Regions from separate parts of the Mus musculus genome. Here all the other regions are linked to region 1. The links are chromatin contacts, called in public Micro-C and promoter capture Hi-C maps. All regions are on one chromosome and are shown on one strand. Each heading gives the region's core, a stretch centred on a gene start, on an enhancer-like site or on the middle of the called end of the contact. The rest is flanking DNA. Distances are from core to core; before and after follow the strand shown. Region 1 holds the start of Rbm41 (RNA binding motif protein 41). Region 2 holds the start of Ripply1 (ripply transcriptional repressor 1). Region 3 has its middle 25 kb from the start of Gm39537.

Evidence for each region. Promoter capture Hi-C pulls out the DNA fragments that hold promoters and counts their contacts. A called contact is a pair of places that touch in the nucleus more often than the background predicts.
Region 2: a contact with region 1 is called in a promoter capture Hi-C map of the HPC-7 cell line. The contact joins the promoter of Ripply1 here to the promoter of Rbm41 in region 1. A contact is called at or near these places in 3 of 39 promoter capture datasets (the HPC-7 cell line, cranial neural crest and pre-B cells), 2 of 484 Hi-C or Micro-C datasets (both in embryonic stem cells), 1 of 115 datasets of contacts at active chromatin or transcription factors (pancreatic cancer cells) and 1 of 9 other capture datasets (adipose tissue).
Region 3: a contact with region 1 is called in a Micro-C map of trophoblast stem cells, with 4 times the contacts expected there. The contact joins the enhancer-like site here to the promoter of Rbm41 in region 1. A contact is called at or near these places in 1 of 39 promoter capture datasets (hippocampal neurons) and 3 of 484 Hi-C or Micro-C datasets (embryonic fibroblasts, liver and trophoblast stem cells).

Annotation. Positions count from the first base shown.
Region 1 is chrX:139,996,464-140,001,301 of GRCm38.p6, forward strand. It overlaps Rbm41 (RNA binding motif protein 41), which reads right to left and starts at 2,132. Exons shown (of 7, transcript NM_153586.2): 1 at 2,037-2,132. The coding sequence starts at 2,044.
Region 2 is chrX:139,780,242-139,785,079 of GRCm38.p6, forward strand. Ripply1 (ripply transcriptional repressor 1) reads right to left here and starts at 2,112. Exons shown (of 4, transcript NM_001037915.2): 1 at 1,907-2,112; 2 at 872-947; 3 at 250-314. The coding sequence starts at 2,070.
Region 3 is chrX:140,162,308-140,167,145 of GRCm38.p6, forward strand. No RefSeq gene overlaps it. Among named protein-coding and RNA genes, the nearest start is that of Gm39537, 25 kb to the left of the region's middle. Within about 2 kb of position 2,749, at least 3 of the 459 cell types and tissues checked have an H3K27ac peak or open chromatin away from gene starts, as enhancers often do. A contact at or near this core is called in trophoblast stem cells, where this site is marked.

The DNA.
Region 1 (4,838 bases), core at 882-3,381:
ATTTCGAGCTGTTGGCACAGCTTCACAGAATGTGGGTATGAAGGAAGGAAAATGGTTCCAGCTGGGATACATGGAAGGTCAGTGTCACTACAACCTACACTGAGGTGAGCAGCCCTTCCAACTCTGAAATCCTCCCATGAAGTGCACTTCCAAGGCACTGGTCTGAAGCAACAACAAACGTTGACTGGCTACAGTTCTTACCGGGAGGACAGTCTGAGGCTCAACACAGAGGAAGCTGAAGCCATGTGAGGTCATAAGATCTGAAGCCACTAGAGAAGAAATTCTGAAGAAGGGCAGAAAGTATGAAGAGCGTCTTGTGGGGTAGACAACTGGATCAGGGCTGTGAGCCAACCTCAAGTGATTAAGAACTCTTACTCACGTCCCAAGAAATAACACAACCATGTAACCATATGAGAACAGGGTAGAGACACATGAACAAACACAAAGATGAGTTAAATCCATGAGAAAACTAAATATCGAATTTCTTACCAAACAGACCTTGTCTACTGGGGTTTATAATAAGTACAAAAAAATCCCTGTAATTATAAGATTCCTAGAAAGAGCTGGACCCATATTGAAATATTCTAAAATAACTCTAGAACTAAGTTTTTAAAAACCTTTTAAGTCTATCTTTATTTACAATCCCAAAAGTTACTGCTAAATTTAATCTGTTAAACATGAATAAGCATATCAACACACATGGCTCTATTGAGAAATACTGTGGGTTTTTAAAAAAAGCTTATCACAGAAAAAGACAATATACTCTCATTTATATAAGGTTAAAGCACAGATGATACTAGGAATATTTTGTTCAGGGATTAAACTCTTATGTGGAAAATGAACTAAAAAACAAAAAACAAAACAGGAACAAACAGCTGGGCTGTGGTGGCTCACACCTTTAATCCCAGGACCTAGGAGGCAGAGGCAAGCGGATTTCTGAGTTCGAGGCCAGTCTGGTCTACAGAATGAGTTCCAGGACAGCCAGGGCTACACAGAGAAACCTTGTCTTAAAAAAACCCAAGAAAACAAAACAAAAACAAACAAACAAAAGGCAAAGGAATAATTGTAATTGGTGCAAACTCCTAGATAAAAGGGGAAGAAGCAATCTGAGAGCCAAGGGGGCTTCTAAGGCACTTATGTGAATCATGTCCTACCTCTTAACCTGTATAGCAAACAGCTCTTTATAATCACCCAAGCAATACACTAGATTCACTTTCCATGTATGAGGAATCTCATCACAGAATAATTAAAATAATTCAAGCAGAGGAAACATGAAAACAAGACAACAAATGAAACAAACAACAACAAAAACCTTTTAAAAACAATTCAGGAGAAAGCATTCCTAAACAGGTTCTTTGTGCCACTGTTCCAGTGCGAAGATTCAATGGCAGTGTGAAGCCAAAACTAAGTGGCTCCTTTTTCTTAAGGTTTCCTGTCCTGTCAATAACTGGGAAGCTCCGGCCTCAGGGAGGTCCGCACCAGGCTCAAAGGGCCATTTACTGCAGAATCAGGAGGGGAAACTGCCCTAAGTTTCCTTTCTTCTTCCAAAGCACCCGAAGCCAGATCTGCGCTCAATTTGGAGATGCAAACTATCACCCTGTAACTTGAAGATCTCAAAGCACTACCCGGTGTGGCGGGCCCATTATGTCTTTAAAATCTAGACAAAGTAAAGTGCCCACCCTCTGACCCTCTGGCCGGTGAGACCTAGCAGGACCAGCGGGCGGGCCAGGGAGTGGCTGGCGTGAGCATCCGGAGAGTCAGGAATGTGAGAGGCCAGGCAGCTCCAGACGCTTCTGCCCTGAGGGAAACATTCCAGTGGAAACCCGCCTGGCTACGGCCCTTCCAGAACTTCACCCCCGCAGACTGGTCCAGCCTGCCGGCCTTCCCTCCTCCTTTCTCCTTTGTCTTCCCGCTGGAGAAAAACCGCCCCTCAAGAACGTGACACATCCCAAACAAAAGGGAAAAAAAAAAAAAAGACACAAAAGTTTCATAGTAAAAGATAAAAGTTGCCTTCAGCAACCCGGATATGACCTTACCTCTTCATGTTTCCGCAGGCCCCTATCACTAACTTGGGTAAATAGGAAGGAGACCTCAACTCCCAGCAATCTGTGCGGCAGACTCAAAGGTGATGAAGGTTGGAGCGTGGAACTCTGGGAAGTGTAGTAATGTGATGATGGAAAGAGAAAGCGGGTATTGGGTGATGGGTTTATTGGAAATTAAGAATTTTTGGCCCAGGTTAAAGATAACATCCAAAATATAAAGCTCATAAGCCTAGGATTCACCTTTGGCTTCTTGGATTTTTCTCTAAGTATCAATAAATCCTATATTGTTCCTAATCACCGTCTTCATTCTTGTCAGCAAGGCTTCTCTTTTAAGGATTTATCTGACCTGCCTGCTGTTTCCCCTCAAGCCTCTGGTCTAACCACATTGTATGCACTAATGCTTCTCTCTTAGTTGTAACAGATCCTTCTGGGTTCCCTTAGTTTAAAGTCAGAAGCAGTACGTACCCAGACTTTTGAATATTTTATAAAAATATATCGAAGCCAGAGTCAGATATGGTACTGAACCGGAGTTCAGTTCCCATACAGCAGTTCACAATTGTCGATAACTCCAGTTCTGAGCATCTGACTTGTTTTTGGGACACCAAGCACACACGTACATGCAGGCAAAAAACTCCGATGCAGAGCATAGCTTATTTTTAAAAAGCTTCGTATAGAAAAGTGTTTAAAAGCATTAGTTCCCGGGTTTAGGGATGTAGCTGAATCTGTAACGTGCTGGCTTGACATGCATGCACAAAGCCCCCTGTGGGATCCTCAACACCACACAAACTGGGAGTGGAATACTTGTTCGGGAAGTTCAAAGGCAGGCTGGACTACACGAGACCCAATTTCAACAATAGCAACAGCATGAATAACAAAAACAATAAAAGTATGTGTTCTTAATGGCCCAAAATGGAAAAGCAAGTATCTCTAAAGTTATGAAAATGTATTAATTTATAAGATGGAAATTTCAAGCTACAAAGCTCATTTAATTACATAGCTCAAAGCAAGCCAGGTCTACATATTCTCAAAAAAAAAAAAAAAAAGAAAGAAAGAAAAAAACTAAAAACAAAACCAAAACAAAACAAAAATATAAAACAAAGAAGGACTACTACCATGCCTCCAAACTATAAAAGGTAAGTAGAAAATTCTGAGACTCTGCACATTTATGAGGAAACAAGAGAAATATGATTTCTAAATGTATTGTAGGATCTTGAAATAGACAGAGGACACACGGTAAAAACTAAGTACATATAAATAAAGTATAGTTTTTATTTAATAAGTTTCATTGTACATGACAAATATACTGTTGTGTTAGACATGAACTCTAAGAAAAACAGTAGAGTACATATGGAACACTAGAGTATGAAGCTCTAATGTAAATCTAGAACTATGTTAAAATAAAACATGATTTTTGAGATCTGTGGATTGTATCCAGGCTATTCTGTACTTTTTTTTAGTTAATATCCACTTCTTAGTGAGTACATACCATGCACGTCCTTTTGGGTCTGGGTTACCTCACTCAGGATGATATTTTCTAGTTCCATCCATTTGCCTGCAAAACTCAGGATGTCCTTGTTCTTAATAGCTGAATAGCACTCCATTGTGTAAATGTATCACATTTTCTGTATCTATTCTTCAGTTGAGGGACATCTGGGTGGCTTCCAGCTTCTGACTATCGCAAATAAGGTCATAAGGTCACTATGAACATAGTGGAACACATGCTGCAGGGCCCAAGTGAGGATGCCTTAATTCCACTTGGGATGGAGAAGAAAACAATCACAGGAGGGGGAAGGGAGGGAAGGACTTGGGTGGTAAAGGGGACAAAGGGAACATGATCAGGTATTGGGTGAGGGAAAAGGACTGAAGCCCTGAGGGCCAGCAGAAGGAATGGAAACAGGCAACTTTGGGAGGCAGGAGGTGGGGGGGGGGAACCTCCAGAATGTACCAAAGACCTGGAAGGTGAGAGATTCTCAGGACTCAAAGGGAGGGACCTTAGATGAAATGCCTGACAGTAGGGAGAGGGAACTTATAGAGCCCATCTCCAGCAGGAAGACAGGGCATCAAGTGAAGGATGGAGTTGCTATCCCACAGTCACATCTCTGACCCATAAATGTTCCTGTCTGAAAGAACTACAGGGATGGAAATGGAGAGGAGCCTGAGGAAAAGAAAGTCCAGCAACAGACCCAAAGTGGGATCCAGCTCAAGGGGAGGTCCCAAGGCCTGACACTATTACTGAGGCTATGGAGTTCTCACAAAAAGGGACCTATCCTGACTGCCCTCTGAAAGACCCAACAAGCAGCTGAAAGAGTCAGATGCAGGTATTTACACCCAACCAACTGACAGAAGCAGCTGACCCCTGTGGTTGAATTAGGGAAAGGCTGAAAGAAGCTGAGGAGGAGGGTGACCCTGTAGGAGGACCAGCAGTCTCAATTAACCTGGACCCCCGAGATCTCTCAGACACAGGACCACCAAACAGTCAGCATACACCAGCTGATTGGAGGCCCCCAACACACATACAGTAGAGGTCTGCAGGGTCTGGGTTCAGTCAGAGAAGATGAACCTAACCCTCAAGAGATTGGGGGCCCCAGGGAATGGGGAGGTCTGGGACAGGTGCTGGGTGATAGAGGGGTGGGGTTGGAGGTGGGAGGGGTGGGGACATCCTCTTGGAGATGGGGCAGGAGGACCAGGAGGGGGATAAAATTTGGACTGTAAAAAATAGATTAAATAAATTAAATAAATTTTTTGGAGCTGTGACGAAAGGATGGACCATCTAGTGATTGCCATATGCAGGGATCC
Region 2 (4,838 bases), core at 862-3,361, 220 kb before region 1:
CAACTCTAGTGCCAGCCTCACTAACAGTTCCGTCATTCCAGTGCCTCTTTTCCTACTAAGGGATCTTTCATTGGTTGGAATCACAGGATTTCGTTCTGAGAGCTCAGGGACAGGGAGGGCCTCAGGGGCAAGTCACTTTGGCCTATTAAGTCGCATGGCCTCTTTCCTCCTGCATCATGGCCTTGTCATGAGCGTATGCAGTGCTTGTGGCTATTTGTCATAGTCTGAACTTGAACGCCAGAAGCTTACCTGACCGGGTGATGGAAGTCAGAGTCAGTCTTGGCAGCCTCAGCCGCTGTCGCCCTATTATCAGCCTGTCCAAAGCAAAAGCGAGCATGTGGCTTAACTGCCTCTCCCATAGAAAAGTCAGAAACCTGCAGGTTCTGACAATCTCCATGCTTTAGGCATGCCTTGGGATCCAGCCACCTCCCAGCCCTGCCCTACAGCAAGGGGTCTGTCTTCGAGCTGGTTGAAAACAAGTCCTGGGGGAGTGTTTTCTTTCAGTGCCCATTTGGAGGCGATACAGGGGGCAGAGTTCTCTTAGAGGACAAAACATTCAGGGAGAAGAGTAAGTAAGCTCTGAGGCAAGGCACCAAGGGACCTGAATCCCAGCACCAGCTCCATACATAATACACTGACTGCGAGTCCAGCCCAGGTCCCTTACCCACGCTATGCTTTGATCTCCTAGTCTCATTTGTCATGGAAGCTTTGGTCCTGCCTTCCTCCTAGAGCTACTGTGGGGATGAAATGTTAGCAGAGTTGGCAAAATGCCTTCCCAGATTGTCCATCCTGGGACTGGGGTCAGGGGATTTCTGAGAAGGGACATGGCTGTAAGTGTCTGTGCAAACATGTCACAGGGCATCAAACTCACCCAGTCCACCAGACTCCTCGCCTGCCTTGGCTGGTCGTTTATAGAGGACAGCCAGGGTCTCCAAAGATAAGCTGCCCTGTGACAAAGAGATAAATTGGTACAAGATGTAAACACAGGCTTCCTCTGAAGGTTTGACTCACAAGCCATGTGCTCCAGGACTCCTCTGGTTCCCTGACAACTGAGCCAAGTCTGGGACAGATACCCTTCCTCTCTGCTCCAACAATGTCATCGCTGCTCTTACCCCACTGCTTTGTCATTGTCTGATGGAGCCCTTCTAAGATGAAAGATATGTATGGGCACATTTGCCCCTAGCCAAGCCCTAGTACATTACCTTGTGCAAGGAGTGGCTTGAGCAAATGTTGATTGAATGTGAACATGAAATGTTTGGAAGAAGAGAATGCCTGCTGTATAGGGAGGATCTATCTTACTGCCAGCTTCTGATATCAAAGAATTGAGAACAGAACCCTGCCATCTTCCTAATTAGAGAAATGGTTTCGAATACTCCTGGGCCTGTTGCTTCTCCTCTAGACTCTCAGAGACAAGGAAAAGGAAACGTGGCATGCTCAGGACAGAGGCAGCAACCCCCCCCCCCAACAAAAGGCCTCTTCAGACTTTGGCCCTGTCACTCTATGTTACCTGCTACCATCTGGGTCCCATAGTCCAGGTTGCGTTAAGCCTAGCTTCCACAGTAGCCTCTCCTGTTCCCTCAGTGAATTGTATGGACTCCCTATGAAGCTCAGGCTACTTGGCTTCCAGCTTTGGCAATGTTCTCTCTCTCTCTCTCTCTCTCTCTTTCTCTCTCTCTCTCTCTCTCTCTCTCTCTCTCTCTCTCTCTCTCTCTCAGCGCCCTTCCCCGTCACCTGGAATGATACGTGAGGCAAACTATTTCCAGCCAAAGGTATAGAAGAAGGGCTGAGGCTCTCTGTTGTCTCTCCCCTTCAAAGAGAACCAGACACCACCATGGGCGTCACACCTTCTCCTGCCCGCAGCTCCCTAAGCCTGGGTTCAGACTGTCAAAGGCTAAGTTGCACTTACCGTTCATTCCTAGCACCTTCTTGTCCATTGATTTGTGCTAGGGCAGGGGCTTGGGCCAAGGCCTGGCCAGGGAGGGCAGCAGCAGGGTCAGCAGCAGGGTCAGCAGCTGGGGCAGCAGCAGGGGCAGCAGGAGGGGCAGCAGCAGGAGAGGCAGCGGGGTCCATCCTTGGGACACCAAGCCAGACAGCTCTTCCAGTTCTCAGAACCTTCAGCACTCTTTTGGCTTTTCCCCTAGAGACCCTTTTATAAGCCCTGCCTTGACTCATCAATTATTCAGGCAATGCAAGGATGGGGGATGAGGGATGCTGGTAAAGATCTAGGGAGGGGGATCTTGGAGAGAGAGCTGTGTTCTTGGGTGTGAAATCTCTCCCAGTTGAGTAAACAGGGTCTGGGGAGGAGGTGAGGGGTCTGCTACAGCTCCAAGTCAGTAAGGAAAATAAAGAAGGGATAAATCTCACACCATTTGTGTGAATTCCCCAGGCAGGATCAGGACCCAAGGTGGGAAGGAGGGGCTCTCATTAGTACCCAAAGGCAGCCAGGCTTGTCTGGGACAGAAGGCTGAATACAAGAGCCTTTAGCAAAGCTGGTTCCCAGTGAGAAAAGAAGAGTGACAGACTCACCAGCTCTTTCAGCTCAAATCCCAAGGAGATTTGCCAGGTGGTCCCTGATACGGGGTCACTGCCACGAAGTATGTCATGTGGCTTAGGATAAAGAAGGGTTCTGGGTGGGGCCTGTCCAGTCTCCTGCTGGGCAAACCTCAAGTCATCTTTTCAATTCCCTCCCCACCCCTCTCCCTGCTCAATTGACTTGCAAAAGTTCCTAAAGCCCCTCCACCGCCTCCGCAGAGAGTGGTGTGGTGTGGGGAGCAGAGCGGGCCCAGGGAGTTTGCAGGGCAGATTCCAAATGCCACAGCTCAGTTTCTAGTTTAGGAGCCCAGGTGCTGGAGACTAGAAGGGTTCTGCCCAGCACTGGCTGGCCAAAGGACCATCCCAGGCCTCATCTCACGTGAGACGAGGGTGCTGGCTCAGTGGGTCCCCAAGGCCCTGCCAACCTGAACCCTCTGTGACAAAGAGCTGGGTAATGACTAGTGACCCTAGAGAGCCAAAAGGTTTGAGGCAGAGTCCTTGGCATTAGCCAGCTTTTGGGCCTTTGCCAAAACGCTTCCAGTTACAACAACTGGCAAGCACTTCATGCTTAGAGGTTTCAAAAATATTTCTCCTGATCTCAGTGGCCAGCACCTGCCCAGACTTAGTGTCTCAAATATTCATCACAGCCTGGCTTGTAATGGTCAGAAATTAGAAACAACCTCAGTGTCCAATAATAGGAAACCCATTAGATTTATTAATTGTGGCCAATCTTGTAATCACATACTAAGCAGATAGTCAAAATCATGTCATCAATGCACAAGCTTGTGAAAGCTGGATGCTAAATGCTGTGACGAATTTTGTCCATGGGTTTCTTATGGAGACCCCACTGATCGCCACTCAGCATGACTTCCGACCTTATTCAGATCTGTACAGCAAAGAAAAAAAAGTTAAGGACAGAGCTAAAGATATGGCTCTGTGGTAGAGCAAACACACAGCAGGCTTCAACCCCTATTCCCAGAAAGAGGGAAAAAAAGAAAAAAGAAAGAAAACGACTTCATATTAAAACTGTCCTGGTGGAAGAATGTTCTGGTGGAAGAATGCGTAAACAGCCAGTGTGTTCAAGAGTGAAAAACATCGCAAGTTTCGAAAATATCCCTTAGGATAATCCCATTTGATAAGGAAAAAATGTGGAATGTACAGAATGCACAGAAAAAAAATTAAAAAGTTAGAGGGAAGGATGCTGCAACTGTTGGCTCTGGGAGTAAGAGAGTAAGGCGAAGTTTTACCTCCTTTATTATATCATGATGTTTTGAAACAATTTCCACCCAAAAAGTATAAATGAATGAGAACACAAAGTTGAGTTACTATGGACGTGGGGCTGATCTGGAAGGCATGGTGAATATAGGCTGCATAACTTCTCAGTTCATGAAAAACATGACATTTATGTTTTTACAACACAAATATGTTCTTTATCCTTTCTTTTACCTAGAAGAAAACTGAACAGCATTTTCTGCTGTGCATTCTGTACATTCCACATGTTTTCCTTATCAAAACGGGTTAGTTCTAAGGGATATTTCTCAACCTTATGCTTTTCACTCTTTTTTTTTTAGTTATTGATTTTTTTATTAGATATTTTCTTCGTTTATATTTCAAATGCTATCCCCAAAGTCCCCTATATACCCTTCCCCTGCCCTGCTCCCCAACCCACCCATTCCCACTTCCTGGCCCTGGCATTCCCCTGTACTGGGGCATATAATCTTCACCAGACCAAGGGCCTCTCCTCCCATTGATGGCCAACTAGGCCATCCTCTGCTACATATGCAAGAGAAGTTCAAATATATATTGAATACATATCCAAAGAATATATATTAAAAACAGTATACATTATCTGTTTTAACTGATGAATAAAACTGTATATATAAAACATTTATCCACAAAACAAGAAATTTCTTGGGGTTGTGGCAGCCATTTTGAAATACCTGAGGATTGGACCGCACTGAATTATACTTGTCCTGTGTGACTTCAAAGACAGAGAGGCCCATTGATAGCAGCTAAAGGAAGACTCGTTTTGGCTTAATCTAAGTAAATTGTTTTTTAACAGTTCAACCACCTAAGGGCCTGGCACTGTATGTTCCATCCACAAACAGAGGTTTATTATAGGAAGTGAAATGAGCCCAGTGGGCTACTCTACCTAGGACTGGGCCAAGCTCTCTGATGCTGCATTTTAAGTTGGAGCTGGATGCTGGCTCTAAGAGGGAATGCTATCCCCAAATTTCTATGGAAATTTGCTAAAAGGAGGGATGAGACTGAGAGAACGAAGGACGAAAGCCAAACAGACTGGGCTG
Region 3 (4,838 bases), core at 1,499-3,998, 170 kb after region 1:
GCCCAATAGTTTCGTGACACTCCAGTAGATTGCTGTACACCCATTAGTATGATGGCAGCACAAACCGAATTCAAGGAGTGGGAGAGGCTAGAGAGATGTCTCAGTGGATAAGAGTATTTGTTGTTCTGGGAGATAACCCAGGTTCAATTCCTAGCACCTATATTGTGGCTTATAACGATATAAACTGACAGCATGACTGCTCTGTGGTATGGTTAAGGGGAAAGTTTTCACTGTAGATGTGTGTGTGTGTGTGTGTGTGTGTGTGTGTGTGTGTGTGTGTGAGAGAGAGAGAGAGAGAGAGAGAGAGAGAGAGAGAGAGAGAGAGAGAGAGGAGACATATGGAAGAGTCCAAAGCAGAAGAAGAAAGGAGTAGACTGAACATGGCCAGCAGACATAGCCAGCGCTATCTGCAAGAGAGAGGAGAGTAGGAGGGGACAGAGAGTAAAGAAAACCTAGTGAAAGAAGCAGGAAGAGAGCAGGGAGAGAACGTAATGGGAACAACAGGGTTATAAGGATAATGAGTAGCCAGGGGGGAAGGAAGTCTGTGTGCAGGAGGAAGTTTAGGATAAGAAAAGAGGTGAGAAGGTAAAGGCCATATTGTGGGACAGGAAAGATGGCTCCACAGTTAGGAACATTGGCAGCTCTCGGAGATGACCCAGGCTCAATTCCCAGCACCCCTACAACAGCTCACAAACATCTGTAGATCCAGTTTAAGGAGACCCAGTGTATGTGCATGTGTGTGCAGGGCCCATGGAGACCAGAGGCACCAGCTCCCCTGAAATTAGAGTTAAACTGGTTGTGAGCCTCCTAACATGGGTGCTGGAACTTGAGCTAGGGCTAGTCTACAAGAACGGTATGTAATTTTATTTGCCAGGATATCTCTCCAGTCCCTGATATTATACCTTATACTCAAGGAAAGAGATTCAGAGCTTACGGTATCCTATGGCCTCAGAGGGTCAGGCCAAGGCTTGAACTCAGGCCCATACAGCTAAAGCTTACACTCTTCACTATGTACTATTTTAAACCACTAAATGCTAATAAAAGCAAACATCTGGATTCATTACAAAAAAAAAAAAAAAAAAAAAAGGAGACCCAGTGTCTTCTGCTGGCCTCCATGGGCAACACACACACACACACACATGCACAGGCAAAACACTCATGCACATACAATACAATTTAAGAAATTAAATCCATGATGTGAGATTCATGATTTCCTCTTGTCAATTTAAAAACAAAACAATCAAGGCTTCTGCAGAAGCTGGCCTATTTGCTAAGGAAGATGGAATCTGGAGTAAGAGGTGGCCGGTAAAAGCCTGGGGTTTTCTACTCTGTTAGAACCAGGAAGTGTTTCTGCAGCATATGTATGAGCCCTGGAGAATCTCTGCTGGCCTGTGTCCTGAAGTCAAGCTGTAGGCATCAACGCCAGCTTCCCCCTGCTCCAGGGCCTTGGCTACTCTGAACCATCTACTGCCAGTTACAGCTTTCCATTCCCAAGGTCAAAAGCTAAGGAAGCTGCCCCCTAAAGCCAACACAAATGTTGGCATTCCTAAGCTAAGCACCATGCTGTGGGCAAGTTCTTCTTATCCTGTACTGACCCATTCTCTAAGGTCCTGTGTCCTATAGGAGTGGACATCCTGAAACCTGGGCGGTATCAGACTGGGAGATCAGACTAGGCTGGGTGGAAAGGTCGTAAGTTCCTGTCCGGGCTTCTTCCCTGAAATAGCCTGTGAGCTTGGGGACTTATCCCAGACTGTGTTCCCAGGAAAGCGGGCTAAGCCAGAGCTTTGTGGGTAGGAGACTGCAAGAAGTCAAGCTGTGAATGGACAGTCTCTGAATTGAGGGCCAATTTCTCCCTCTAGCCTCATCCTTCCTTACCTTGGCTACTAGAAGATTCTGTTCCCGTGACCTTTGTTGCTGAAATCCCCCTTCCTTTCCCCTGTTCTTGTGAGCAGGGCATGTCTTTTGTGCACTTAGGAGCAGCTGTGGGGAGAAAGGCTTTGGAGCCAGCTCTGATCTGGAATCCAGATCTAGCTTTGATAAACAGTGTGGCAATGGGCAGGTGACTGACTGAAACTCCCGGAGGCTGTCACAAGAGATGCAGTAATTGGTGTCTGTACCCAACTGGGTTGGTGGGAGAAGCAAATGGGGTAACTCTGGGGGAATGCCCCCCCCGCCCAAAAAGTTTCATAGAACTCAGTGAATGAGTACCACATGTAGGAAAACAGGAAGAACGTCTTCTTCCTACAGGAGGAGAGGATGATAGGAGAAACTGAGGCACTAATCACCCCTGGAGCCTCAGAGTCCTGGAGTCTCTGGAGTCCCTTAGAACTCAGCGAAAGGGAAAACAGAGCCTGAGGGAGGGACACCTGGGAGAGTTAAGAGGAGACATGACCCCGAGCCATGTGAGGCGGACAGGGAGCTAGACATATAGGCACCAGGTGCAGGGGCCCTGATGAGAAAAAGTAAAAAAAAAAAAAAGAGTCAGGTTACCAAAACGGCTAGGAAAGAGTCTACTGGGGCAGGACAACCCAACCAGGTTAGGGAGGAGGGCAGGGTGAAGGAACTCTAGCCAGTCCAAGCACGGCAACATGGCTCTGACAGGCCTTGTCCTTCCTTATTCCCTCTGCCTTGCTAAAAAGAAAAAAGGAAAAAAAAAAACTGTTAGATTACACTTCTAAAGCTAGCCACAGAGGATCATTACATTCTTTGGCCACTTCCTCCTCCTGAGGCTGACTACCAAGGTCCAGCAAGCAAAAGCGGGCCATTACCTCACCTAATTAGCCTGTCCAATCAAAATGAAACACCTCATCCTAACATGGGGTTTCCCCTTTTACCTTTATAAATGGCTATTTTCCTATGGGCCAGATCTGTCTCCTCTCTACCCAGAGGCAGTCCTTTGTCCTTCCCTTCCCTGTCTCCCTTGACCCTTTTCTCCCCCTCCCTGTTGCCTTACCTTTCTTCCTCTTCCTCTACTTCCTGTCTTTGTCTCTTATGCCTGCCCTCTGTCCCTGCGGGGCAAATAGTGCTCCTTTGTGCTGAACGCGGTCTTGGGGTGTCTTGTGCCTACTCTGAGAGTTTCTAGTATACCAGTCATACCCTGTAAATAGGTAGAGACTGAGGGTTACAGGGAGAACCTGGCAGCCAGGTCCACTCTGATACGTTAAATAGGCACCTCAGTTAGCCTTTGTCCCAGGTTTGAGACCTAACTCTCAGTAACTCTTAGTTCCCTTCTCCTCTGAACCCAAACTACCCAATCCAAACAGTGGTTTGAAACCTAGTTTGCAATGAAGAAATGTTGTACATAAATTGGTATAGTTCTTGCAAACTCATAACTCTAGAAAAATGTGACCCATGACAATGAAATCCTCAGTATATATTTAAACTTCCCCTGTTCTGCCGGTCTCTCACTGTCACAGGCCCCTCAGTCTTAAGGACACAGATTACTTCGTAGCCCCTTCTGTCAAGAAGTCAGTGTCGCTTGGGCTTTTCAAAGATGTGCATTCTCAGCCACCACATGGGGCCATCAGCCTGAGAGTTACTGTAGGTAGTTCTCAACTGCTACAGCTCTGGAACTCAGGGCTCATCATGGGCCACTGGTTCCAGGGAAGATGAGTGCCACAGTTTCCTTCACCACTCTCTCCTCATGTGGGAAGAACGAGGCATGACAGCAAGAATTAGAAAAACTCCACAAAGAGCAAGGCTTTTGTCACAAGGCCCAACTTGGGTTAACTTGTACTCTATAACTACTGAGACCCAGGAGTGGGCCGCTGAGCCCTGTCTGTAGCTGGCTGGAACCTCCTTGTGTGATGCAATCCTTGCCTCTGCACGAGTTCCCCTGGGTCCAGAGTCCCTTGACTTTCCTGTCTCTTCAGTACAGCCCCTAAGGCTGAGAGTCTCAACTTGTTTACACTAGTCTAACAGCACCTGCACCACCTGGGGAAGTATGTCACAAATGTACATTCTCAGAACCTCCCCACACCACTTCATGTGATTCCTGATAAGGGTCCCAAGTTCAGGACTGGACACGGGCTCTAGTTGCATAAATCACTTTACAAACACAGGGTGGATATGATTTGCTTGCTTTGGGGGGAAACAGGGAGGACATTTGAGACAGTGTCTCACATGGCTCCAAGATGGCTTGGAGCTTGCTATACAACTAAGGATGACCCCAAACTCCGGATCCCCCTGCCTCTAGCTCCCAGGAGCTAGAACTACAGTTAGTAGTATCAACATGCCAGGCTGTAATTTGCTTCTTCATCTTCACATTTTCTGGTAATTTATAGCCTACTACACAGAAGAAATCATGGAAGATGCAAACACACTGATGGAGAGGGTTTCTAATGCCACAGTTCCTAATTAGAAGGCAATGCGTTCCCACTTTATTTCAAATTTATGTCCTGACCGGTGATTTTGAATCAGGCCAGTGGCTGATCTAGCTTGATTTGTACTTAATGCTTATTTCTCCAGTGGCTTGTTGCTACTGGAAAAAGCTTTGGCATTCCAAACAGAACATTTGGGATATAATATAAATAAACACTTTGAACAGAGATTTAAAGTAGTTTTATTACAGCCATTGACTTGGCATGTTTTACAGCTTTGATTTCAATTCTGGCTGTGAAGACTCAAAGAAAGCAAACATATCTCAGAACAGAAAGAAAATCAAGGGCAGACATAGGATAGATACCTTCTCTGCTAACCCTTCCACTCCACTGGGCTAGAACTTTATACACATCCTCTGTATGAACACATTCTTGGGATCAAGCAAAGAACTAGGTACAGAGACTGGACTGTGACTTACACAAGGCAGATCTGAATGAAGGAGGTATAAACCCAAGGTT